2 separate regions of the Mus musculus genome follow, and region 1 is linked to region 2. Evidence: chromatin contacts called from public HiCAR-type data. All regions are on one chromosome and are shown on one strand. The core of a region is the stretch at or near the end of the contact, and the rest is flanking DNA. Distances in the headings are between cores, read along the strand shown. Region 1 holds the start of Nap1l3 (nucleosome assembly protein 1-like 3). Region 2 holds the start of Pcdh11x (protocadherin 11 X-linked).

Region 1 (5,079 bases), core at 871-3,370, 2.1 Mb after region 2:
GGAGTAATACTGTTCAGGTTATGGGGCAAGTTTTCTATTTTAGAAGTTTAGATGACTCTTATTTCACTTCTGCTTGCTTAACTTTTAAGGATTCTTGAAAGATTTTTCAGCTTGCCCTTTCTACTTGTAGTACTTCCTATTTCCATAATCCCTGAAGTCATGGTAGTAGGGATCATTGATTTCTCCTGTGAAGTAATAGATTGACTTCAAGATGACATTATCATGCAAAATTTGACCAATCTCAAAGTCCTCATCAAGGATAGCATCTTCTCTTGGTTCCAGCTTCCCAATCAAAGGAATCTCAGGAGGACTGAAGAAATTGAAGAAGGATGCATTAGGAACCACTCTTGGCTGGACTTCAATTTCCCCTGTAATACCAGGGCGACTCCGGGTGGTTGTCACCGTAACATCTTTTCCTCGTCTCCAGTCTATTTTGCAGCCTTTACACTCTTCAATTTCCCATCCCCACGCGAAGAACGGGTCGTAGTGATCTGGTTTTGACCTTATTATGTATGTCTTCATCAGGAGCTCATTTCTGAAGTATGGGTTAGGTAGGAAATGAAATTCAAAAGTGTAACCAATAGGCTGGCCAGGGTTTGAGAACTTCAGGCTCACATCAGATAAGAACTTCAAAATGGGTTCATCACACTTTTGAATCATAGGCCCAAGCTTATCAACATTCTTTAAAACAGTCAGCCAGTAGTCAGGAATACCTTTAGGATCTTCTTTCTTAGGTTTTCCCTTTCGAGCCCTTTTAATATTGACTCCTTCTTCAGGCCTTGTCTCAGGGACCCTTTTTTGAGCCTCTCTTGCTGGAGCCCTTGGTGTAAATTCTTCTGTAGGTTGATCCTTATTTTCTGTATTTGCCTGGGTAACTTCTTTGACGTCTTCTTTTTCTTCAGGAGCTATATCTATACAATCCGTAGAGTCTGCTTTTTCTTCACCTTTTACCTCAGGAATTTCTTTAGAGGATTCCTGTTCTTCAGCTTTTTCTTCAGCACCTTCTTTTGGAATGTCTTTTTCTTCAGTTTTCACCTCAGGAGTTTCTTTGGGAGCCTCCTCTTCTTCAACTTTTGCCTCAGGAACTTCTTCTGGAACATGTGTTCCTTCTTCCTTCACTTCAGCTTTTTCATTACAGCTTTCTTCTTCCTCCTCACCCTCTAAGGGTGGCATTTCATTAGGTGTGTCATCCTGCATTTCTTCATCACCACTGAACTCTTCTTCTGAATTCCATTCACATTCTTCCTCTGTAGGCTCATATTCTGCATTTATGATCTGAAAACGCTTATCATATAGAGGCTTATTGAGTTCAGCATACTTTCTTTCAAGATCATGAATTGCCCTTAAGAACAAGGTGTCTACCTTGTCACACTCATTCTGAATATTTCTGAGTGCCTGCACCCGATTTCTTACGGCTTGGGGCAGCTTATCCAAGAAAAGTTTCCCGGAGGGACGTCGCTGGGCCCTTCTGGAAGGCTCAGGTACCCTCTTCTTTCGGTTCAAATGACTGCCATTGCTGCTGCTGCCACTGCTACCGCTACTGCTACTGCTGCTGCTGCTGCTGCTGCTGCTACTGCTGCTGCTGCTACTGCTGCTGCCGCTGCTGCTGCTGCCGCTGCTGCTGCAACTATTGGTACTGCTAGAGCTATTGCTGTCAGATTCATCCCCAGAATCACAAGCTGTGCTAGCCATCGCCTCTTCAGCAACCCCATGGGCACCAGGTTCTGTGACCATTTTAGGATCCGCTTCTGCCATACTGTTAGCCCCGTACACCTATTTAAGGTGGTGACAACAGCAGAGATCGTGCACCCAGAGACGGACAGAAAAGGACTCACGGATGCTCCAGTGGCGGCGGCGGTGGGGGGCGGTGGCAGCAGGGGCGAAGGCCGGAGAAGGTCAGGCGGCGGAGACTGCAGCGGCGGCGGCCGGGATCCAGTGGCAACACGGACTGCAGCAGCTGTGGCAGTGGCGCGATGGGGGCGGGGTCACAGAGGTGGCGCGCAGGAAACCGCAGCAGGGGAAGCAGCCTGGAGCCTTAGCTACGAGGCTTGTCAGGCCGCAATGGACCTGCGCCGAGACCTGCTGCAGTCCAGTGACGCAGTACCGGACTCAGAACCGTCTCCTGGGTTAGGATGGGCAGCCCCTCCCTTGTTGACAGCCCTCTGGTTAAATTCGTTCCCAGGATGCCTTCAGTTCACTCCTTATTTGCGGAGAGGACTTGATTGACTAGTGTTGCGGCCAAAGAATGGCCAAAGACTAACGCCATTCCTCCAGGCTCCTCCCACCTTCCCATATGCACCTGGGTTGCCAAGGCAAATGTACCCAAAGACGGCTCCTCCCACCTTTTCAAAATTCTCTCCTTACCTGTTTTTTAATTCAAAGGGAAAATAGACAAGAGCTAAAAACGCCAGCTATAGTTACTAACAAACGAAGAAAAGGAGCCCCTATGGTCAACTTCCCCTCATGAATTCCTATTTGGTTGATCACGACCTCCACACAGCAAACTGTTAATAGTAATAATAAAAGTGAAAATGCTTTAAATGACGTCATTGAATTCTGTGACTGTGGATGACTGCGGAAAAATAAAGAACACATACGCAAGCAAACAAGATTTTCTCTAAATATTCCATGAGCATGTGTTTTACACTGGAAAGGGGGGAGTCGTTTATTGGCAAAAGCGGGAGGGGCTAGACAGCAGGCATATTTCATTCTACATAGTGGATTTAATAAGTGCTGTCTGTGATGTTTGGCAAGCCTGATTTATATTGCAAACCCATGTTGCTGTGAGTGAGTTACACCATTTTTAAAAATCTGTTTTAAAGGTAGAATATTATATACTCTAATCTTACTGCTAAATTTCCAAGTAGTCCTTTTTAAAGCTTGTACCAACATTTTAGATCAAACAAAGGGTTATTTATGTGTTAGGGAATATTTTTTAACGGCAGATGATTTGTTTCAGACTTTTGTGCAGCAGGTTTGAGTTCCACGAAGAGCAGGATGGGAGGGGGAGATGTGTTTTAATGCAAGTTAAATGGTAAGTGTTTAAGATGTCATCTGCCACCAATTTCGTTCTAATTTGAAATTGTAACTATATTAAAGGGTGATTTGTAAGACAAGTAATATGTGAGCAAACTTTTTCAAAATGAGGTTTAAAAACAGATATCTATTGTTTTTATTTACAGGATTCAGTTCTGCTACAACCCAAAAGACCAGTGTTTATTTTTCATTAAAAGGTAATGAACAGAATTGCCCCTTGGTACTTAACTAAAAATTCATAAGCTATAATTTGTTTAAGATTTGATTGGAAGATATCTTGATATTTCCAAACAAGCAGATATATCCACAGAGGTGACTTGGCATACAAATGGAAAATAACCTACTTAAGCACATATGCTCTATAAACATGGTCATAGACTAGAAGTGTTATGTTAGAATATAAAATACACTGCATTGTTAATTTCAAATGAAGAAATATTTTAAAATGAGACTGTCCTTGGTTTACTACTTTTTATTTTAGAGTTTATATTTTTCATTTAATCATGTATTTTTAAAGAAATGCATTGTTAGTTTAAAAAGAATTTTTATTTGTATATCTGTAACTCAAATTACATGTACATTTTTAAAATTACAATTCAGTATAGAAGATGATAGTTGATACTTATTTTTTTATCAAAAGTTAACCATTTTTAACATTTTGATTCATTTCCTACAAGAAGTTTCCTTATGCATATATACACCTGATAATTTATATATGTTGTATTACCTGTGTGACATCATATGATGGTTTGAATTTTGCATATTTATAGCTAACTTTTAACAGGAAATGATCAATGAATTGCTTTTAAATAGATATATACTCCTTTATGGTTGCCTTGCTGTATTTAATCAGAGTCCTGTTGTGGGGACATATATCTCTCCCCACATCATGTCTTTGCTTACATATATACATTTTACTGTTATAAAAATTGTTCCCGTATAACTGTAGCATGCATTAGAATGTACTTCAGAACCTTAATATAAAATAAATTTCTAGAAATTGGAGTGTGGAAAAAACTTATGGTTATTTTGTAATTTTGAACATAAAACAAATGTCCATAAAGGTTCTTGTAATTTAAAATGCATAAGAGCTCAACCATTCCAATCTTCAACCAAAAATATCTGTTTTTTTTCTTGTGACAGAAATATTAGTAACACATGTCAATATAATGCTAAATAGAAGGGGCTTAACTTTGAATTCTTGTTTTGTATTCTTAATCTAAACAAACACTATGTGAACAGTAATCCAAATCATGGGTTGCAAAATAAATATTGTCATTCCATTTATTTGTACTTAGAGTAATAGACATATTTTAAATGATGATTCTTATAGTTTATAGTACTTTAGTAGTGTAATTTTCATGTTACCTTCTGTACCATCAGAGATTACTATTTTTGAGGTAATTATGAGTTAAGATGTAGATTTGAATGTGTGTTTATTTTCCTAAAGTAGGAATAGGGTCCAGGAATCACACATGCTGGGGTCCAAGATCAATGATCTATGCTAATAACTATAAATATTTTTAAATTTTATTTAATTCCCCTACCACATTTTTGTGAGCCATGTTGTGGTTTGATTGCATTACATGCTTATTTTAATCAGAAGATTATCTATTAACTTCTTACAAAATAGATGCTTTTTCTGTTATTCTATTGCTTTGTAACTTTTTTTAAACAGGGACTAAATTCTTATTCTTTACATCAGAAAATGTTTATCACAGATTTTTTTTTTTCTTTTTAGCTACTCAGTCTGTTCATAGCTCTTTGAGAATTATTTACAACTTTCCTGATGTGATCATATACATAATCCCTTGAATTTTTACCACGCACACAAACACACAAAATACACAACAAAAAGTGTGGCTGCATTATCAAGTTTCAAATATCTATAAAGCTATACATAACTAGTTCATTTCTTAGGGGCTTTTAAATTAAATTTGTGTAATTTTTTCATGTGTGTGCAAGTGTGCTGTGGGAGTGAATATGGAGGTCAGAGGACAAATTTGTGGAGTTGGTTTTCTCTTCTCACAAAGTGTCTAGTTT
Region 2 (5,174 bases), core at 2,465-4,964:
GTTATTGCTTAAATGTTAAGCATATAAATATGGGTTATACATTTTATCCTGCCTTATCTACTTTCCAAATAGCCATTGTCATCTAGTAGCTACACTATTTGTTCACAATGTACAGTACAAGTTGTTTAGTACAACACAAAATGGCTGAAATTTTGTATAAAGCAGCTGTCATGCAAGAGACAAAATGTGCTTGTTCTGATTAATCTGCGTGGTCAGTGTGTTTTCTTCTGCACAACGATCACATGGGAGGGCAAATCACAGCAGATTACTTGTTAGAAAGCATTTTAATGTAAGAGAAACCGAAGTATAAGAAATTGATTATCCTCATTGATGTTATATCAAAAATGATTTTGGCAGAACAAGTAAGAAATACAGCAATAGGCTATGCCTGCCCAATCTTTCTTCACATTAACATATACTTTTTCTCAGTATTCAATTCTCCTACATCTGAGAAACATCTGTACTCACTGAGGTTTAAAAAATCTTATCATTTATAAAACCATATAATAGTTTATGGCTAAAGTTAAGAGAGGAAAGATATTTCTATACTTACAAGATATATATTATCATAACCATACTTTTATATGCATAGTGGAATTATCGTTCAGGCTCCTAATTGGAACACAGAAAAAAATGCAATAAATACCATAGTTGCTCCATATCATTTTTTGTAACAACACATTGGCAGAGTGTCCTTTTGACTTTTGAAATCTTTGTTAATTGTAAGATTTCTTATAGAATTTACATTTTGATAAGCTACCATCACACAACCTGAAACCATATGTTAATGGAGAACAAACAGTATTATAAACAGTACAAGCTTGGGTTTTCCAACTCTAGATTTTATAGCTATAACACCTTAGGCATTTTTATGTATTCTTATTTCCTTACTTGAGAAGCTCATAATATCTATCTCAAGAAGTAGTTTTTGAGGATTAATAGAACTATTTAATAATGCAGACAGTCCATAAATTCATTTAGTCACGGAGGGTCCTTCTCTCTGCAGGAAATGCAAGGTTCTTATCAGTTCTTTCATAGTTAGAATTCAGTCTGCTTTTGCCAGGTGTCCTGGCTTCTGCTTATTTCATTGCTCACTGGTGCCACCATCAGTCAGAATACAGGCAAGAAAAAATTGGGGAAATTTCTTTTATTATTTTGAGATGTGGATTTCTGTCAGTCTTTTCAACAAACTGCATTTTTTTCCCTTGGAGGATTTTCAGGGTTACTTAGTTCAACTTGTAGAGTCTTCATGGTCTATGAGGAATGCTTCTATGCTATAGAGATGATTTTCTTTTTGGCTATACACATAAAATGAAATATTGCACTCTACACTCCATACTAACTATTAAACGTTTATTTGGCTGAATGCTTAATCCACTCTGAACAGAATGACAGACTAAACTTAAGAGTATAAATCCTTATACAAGTTACATGTGTTTTACAAACATTCGTTCAGGAATTATAGGACACACTTAATAATGTTAACAACATAATTCTGTCATGATGATAGCTTTAATAACAGGTAATGACTATTTATCTCCCCTTACATCAAACTGAGATGGAAATCTTAAGAAAGCAATTGATTGATATCTACTACAGGTGTTATGAGGAATAATTGGTGCTTTGAAGGTATCACTGTGACATAGATTTGCCACACTATTTTAGATCAACCAGTGATTTTATTTTCATTGAGTTACTGCTATCCCTTATGAAAGTGTCACAGAACAGTTCAACATCCAAGAGGCAGAACAGTAACATTTGACAGCATCTGATTTCATCTCATACACATTTCCTTGCTCTGACAAAGAGAACAGAGGCCACTGCTAGATATTCTGAATAATGAAGTCAGAAATACAACAGGAATAAAATGTAATGCTAAAGTGTCTCCCTGGACCCATATAAGAAAATACGTCCTTGTGTTTTATTTCACGAAGACTGTACTGAACTGCCGTGTTGAGGTTTCTCTTCAGCAGTGGCTTCAGGTATAAGAAATAAAATACAACAAAAATGTTTGAGGAATTTAGAAAGCAAGACTTTAAATTAAAATTAAAAACTACAATTGGAAATTGGAAGGGGGTTAGGAAAAGAGAGTGGGGTTTAGTGGAGCAAAGATTCATAAAATTTTGCCCTCAAAGGAACTTTCTGTAAAAATTCTGTTTGTGAAAATCAGCCAGCAATAACTAGCAGATTATTTTTTTATACTCTGTTCCTTTGCAGATGCAACCTCTTATTCTATTTCCCCATCAGTGTACAAGATTAAAATCAAATGTACATCAAATTGAGATGGAAATCTTAAGGAAGTATTAACAGAATTCATTGATTTTAGTGTCTGAAAGCAGTGTACTTTTTCTTGTTTTATTTCAGAAAAAAAAAAAGCAAAACCAAAAACCGAAATCCAAAACCAAAACTCAGTTTTCCCTTTCAAAACTAAACTGAAGAACCAGAAATGTAAGGTTTTTTTACACATTAAGAAAAGAAAGTGAATTTTTTTCTAAAACACACATATTTTGTGCAGACTAATTTAGACAATTCACTTGTCTCATTTCCTGGCCTCTAGGTAAATATAAAGACATCCTCTTTGAAATTAGAACCAGAGAGGTCTGGGTGTTATTATGTTTTTGAGCCTATTCTATAGGTAGGGAATTAACTTCTGTTTCTTGTTATTCATGAGTTATCTGAGCCACACACCTGACACAGTGACCCTTGTTGCTTTAGTGCTCTCCAGAGACCTGACACCCTATGCCAGGCAGGCTTCACCATCTGAGATGCCAAGCTTATTGGCAAGCATTAGGGTTGCAGCTCCAGGCTGTGCTCTTCCTTGTCTGGTATCCTTTCCTGCTTTCAAACGGCATTGTTCACACAGTGACACCACCCCACCCCCTCAAAGGGTCACAGACATGATCTGTTTAATGATACCCTTAGTTTTGCTCTGGGATAGCCAAATGTCGTATTTCCTCCGCAGACACTCACTCCACCCTACACCACACAGGAGAATGTGTGTGGACAGGCAGCCAAGATTTCTGAGACCTCTCACAACTGGATATGGTATATTCAGAAACAGGCACTTGGCTCAAATTGCGGGTTCTCCTGGATCTTGCTCCTACTTCCTCTAGTGTGCCCTAAGTACCCTTTGTATAAGAAAATGGTGTTACTTGCTGTTAGTTCTCTAGCTGGAGTCAGCGGAGCTTGAGGAATCCTGAGAAAGGCACGCATACCAAGAAAAATCAAACTTCTGTAAGATGATGTAAACGAGTGAAACTTAAAGAGGAGAACTAAAGTGCAAGGAGAGGGGGGACCACCCGGGGGAGGAATGCTTGCCCTGCTTATTTTGTTCAGTTTGTTCCCCTAAGCATCCAGTCCCATAAAGGAGCGTGCAGGCAAAACGCTTTCTGCCTCCTTCTCTGGGCCACAAGATGTAACTTCCCAAGCTTACCTCAGTCTCGCCCCCGCACCGCTCCTGAGGTTCTTCATCCTCTGGGAGAGGCGGCCTCCTGAGCTGGAGTGGGAAGAGGGGTGCAGGGAGTGGGGACAAAAGGGGGGTACCCATCAGTTGGTGCTGCGCCATCCCCTCCCAGCAGGCGGCTAGGGCACTCGTTCACTCCTTTTCCCCCCCCCCCGCCTTCCACTCGCTCACCCCCCTTCTGTCCCCCTTCCCCCTCCTGTCTAGTCCCTCCCCCTCGCCATTGAAAAGGGCTGGCTTGGCAGTGGCTCCTTGCAGTCGACGAACTGTCAGGGCGGGAGTAGCTGTGAGCCAGAGCAGCCAGCAGCGGCCCGCGCAGCAAAGCGGAAAGCTAGGCTACCAGAGTGCAAGGAGTCTCAGTGGCAGAAGCTACTCAGGCGACACAGGCAGCCCAGCTAGCCCGGGCCGCCCGACCAGCCTCACAAACAGCCTCCAAGACAAACAGCTGCTCTGCGGACTGCGAGCTGTGGCGGTAGATCCCGCTACAGCAATCGCAGTCTCTGTGGAGCGGGCGGAAGCCTTTTTTTCTCCTTTTTCGTTCCCCTCTTCATACTACTCAAAGAGGAGTCTAAACAGTAGGTAAGTATCGGGTTCGGTTCGGGAGCTAAAGCCGCTGAGGCTGGGGACTCATGGCATGTCCTGCGCTTAGGACGCGGTGACTGCTTGCGCCTGGGATCTGGGCAGTTGACCATAGCATGCTTTTAGAGACCTACTGGTGCCCTCCCTTCCGGGTTCTGTTCCCTAGAGGTAAGAAAAAGAGCAAACCCGGGAGATGAGCTCCCAAAGAAAATCTTTTGACACTGCCTCCACTCGGTTTGGTTACTTTGCTAAAACTCTCACTTTTGTCAGAAAAGTGTCCGCGCATGAATTTCTCCGACATGGGTTGTGCAAAAAGGTCTTTCACTTTAATTGATTCTTCCAGCTTCAGCGAAGCTGAATGAAACTCTGATCTGGGAAAGTGCGGGGATGCAGAGTTGACGCCCCAGACCATTAGGGGAGACACCTGGAGCAAGTCCAGCTGAGGGGCAGTGTGCCTCAGCAGTGAATCCGCGGTGGACCCTGGAAGCTGGCCCAGCTGCGCTCCTCTCTGGGGTCTCCGATTTGAGTCCAGGTTTGATAGCGCAACCCGGTTGGGGAGCGACCCTTGCCGCAGGGCTTCGGAAAACTGTGCGCACAGCAGGGCGCCCAGCGTCTACTGGATTGGTCCTCCTGGTATGATCCCATTTCTTCCTGCCCTGGGACCTAGTGGATGTAGAGATGGTAGGTGTGAGAAATTCTGTCCCCCCTTTATAAATGCAACTTCGTATAAACCAGCAGCTGAAAATCAATATTCTTTTTTTTTTAATTTGGGGGGGGGGAGACTTACAAAGTCAAGCCCAACATAAAAGGGTTCCTCTATTCTCTAGAGAAATGACTCGGAATTCCTTAGCCAAAAGAACGCCCACCTATGTCATAAATACCTGGCGTTTTTCAAGAGAGAATCAAAAAGCAGTTCCCTCCACAAAGGAAGGATCTTCCTAGAGCTTGTAAAGAAAGGCCCCCTTTCCCCCCAAAAAATGTCTCTTGCTTAGAGCTTCATTGGAAAAGGTGACTTTAAAAAACGGCTACATTGCTTTAGAGACTTTGGAAGAGCGCAGCAACAGTATACCTCCAGTTGGAGACACTACTCTGTGAGCGCAGTCACAAAGCTACTAGTCCCTGGGGTGTCAATGTC

Evidence for each region. HiCAR-type assays count read pairs that join an accessible place to other places.
Region 1: a HiCAR-type map of astrocytes shows a contact between it and region 2, with 10 times the contacts expected there. The contact joins the promoter of Nap1l3 here to the promoter of Pcdh11x in region 2. A contact is called at or near these places in 4 of 39 promoter capture datasets (cranial neural crest, frontonasal cranial neural crest, hippocampal neurons and 1 more) and 1 of 115 datasets of contacts at active chromatin or transcription factors (astrocytes).

Annotation. Positions count from the first base shown.
Region 1 is chrX:122,395,265-122,400,343 of GRCm38.p6, forward strand. It overlaps Nap1l3 (nucleosome assembly protein 1-like 3), which reads right to left and starts at 2,121. Exons shown (of 1, transcript NM_138742.1): 1 at 1-2,121. The coding sequence starts at 1,755. The coding sequence ends at 121.
Region 2 is chrX:120,286,613-120,291,786 of GRCm38.p6, forward strand. It overlaps Pcdh11x (protocadherin 11 X-linked), which reads left to right and starts at 3,715. Exons shown (of 7, transcript NM_001271809.1): 1 at 3,715-4,039. It overlaps Gm30577 (a long non-coding RNA gene), which reads right to left and starts at 3,622. Exons shown (of 4, transcript XR_387050.3): 1 at 3,434-3,622; 2 at 554-612.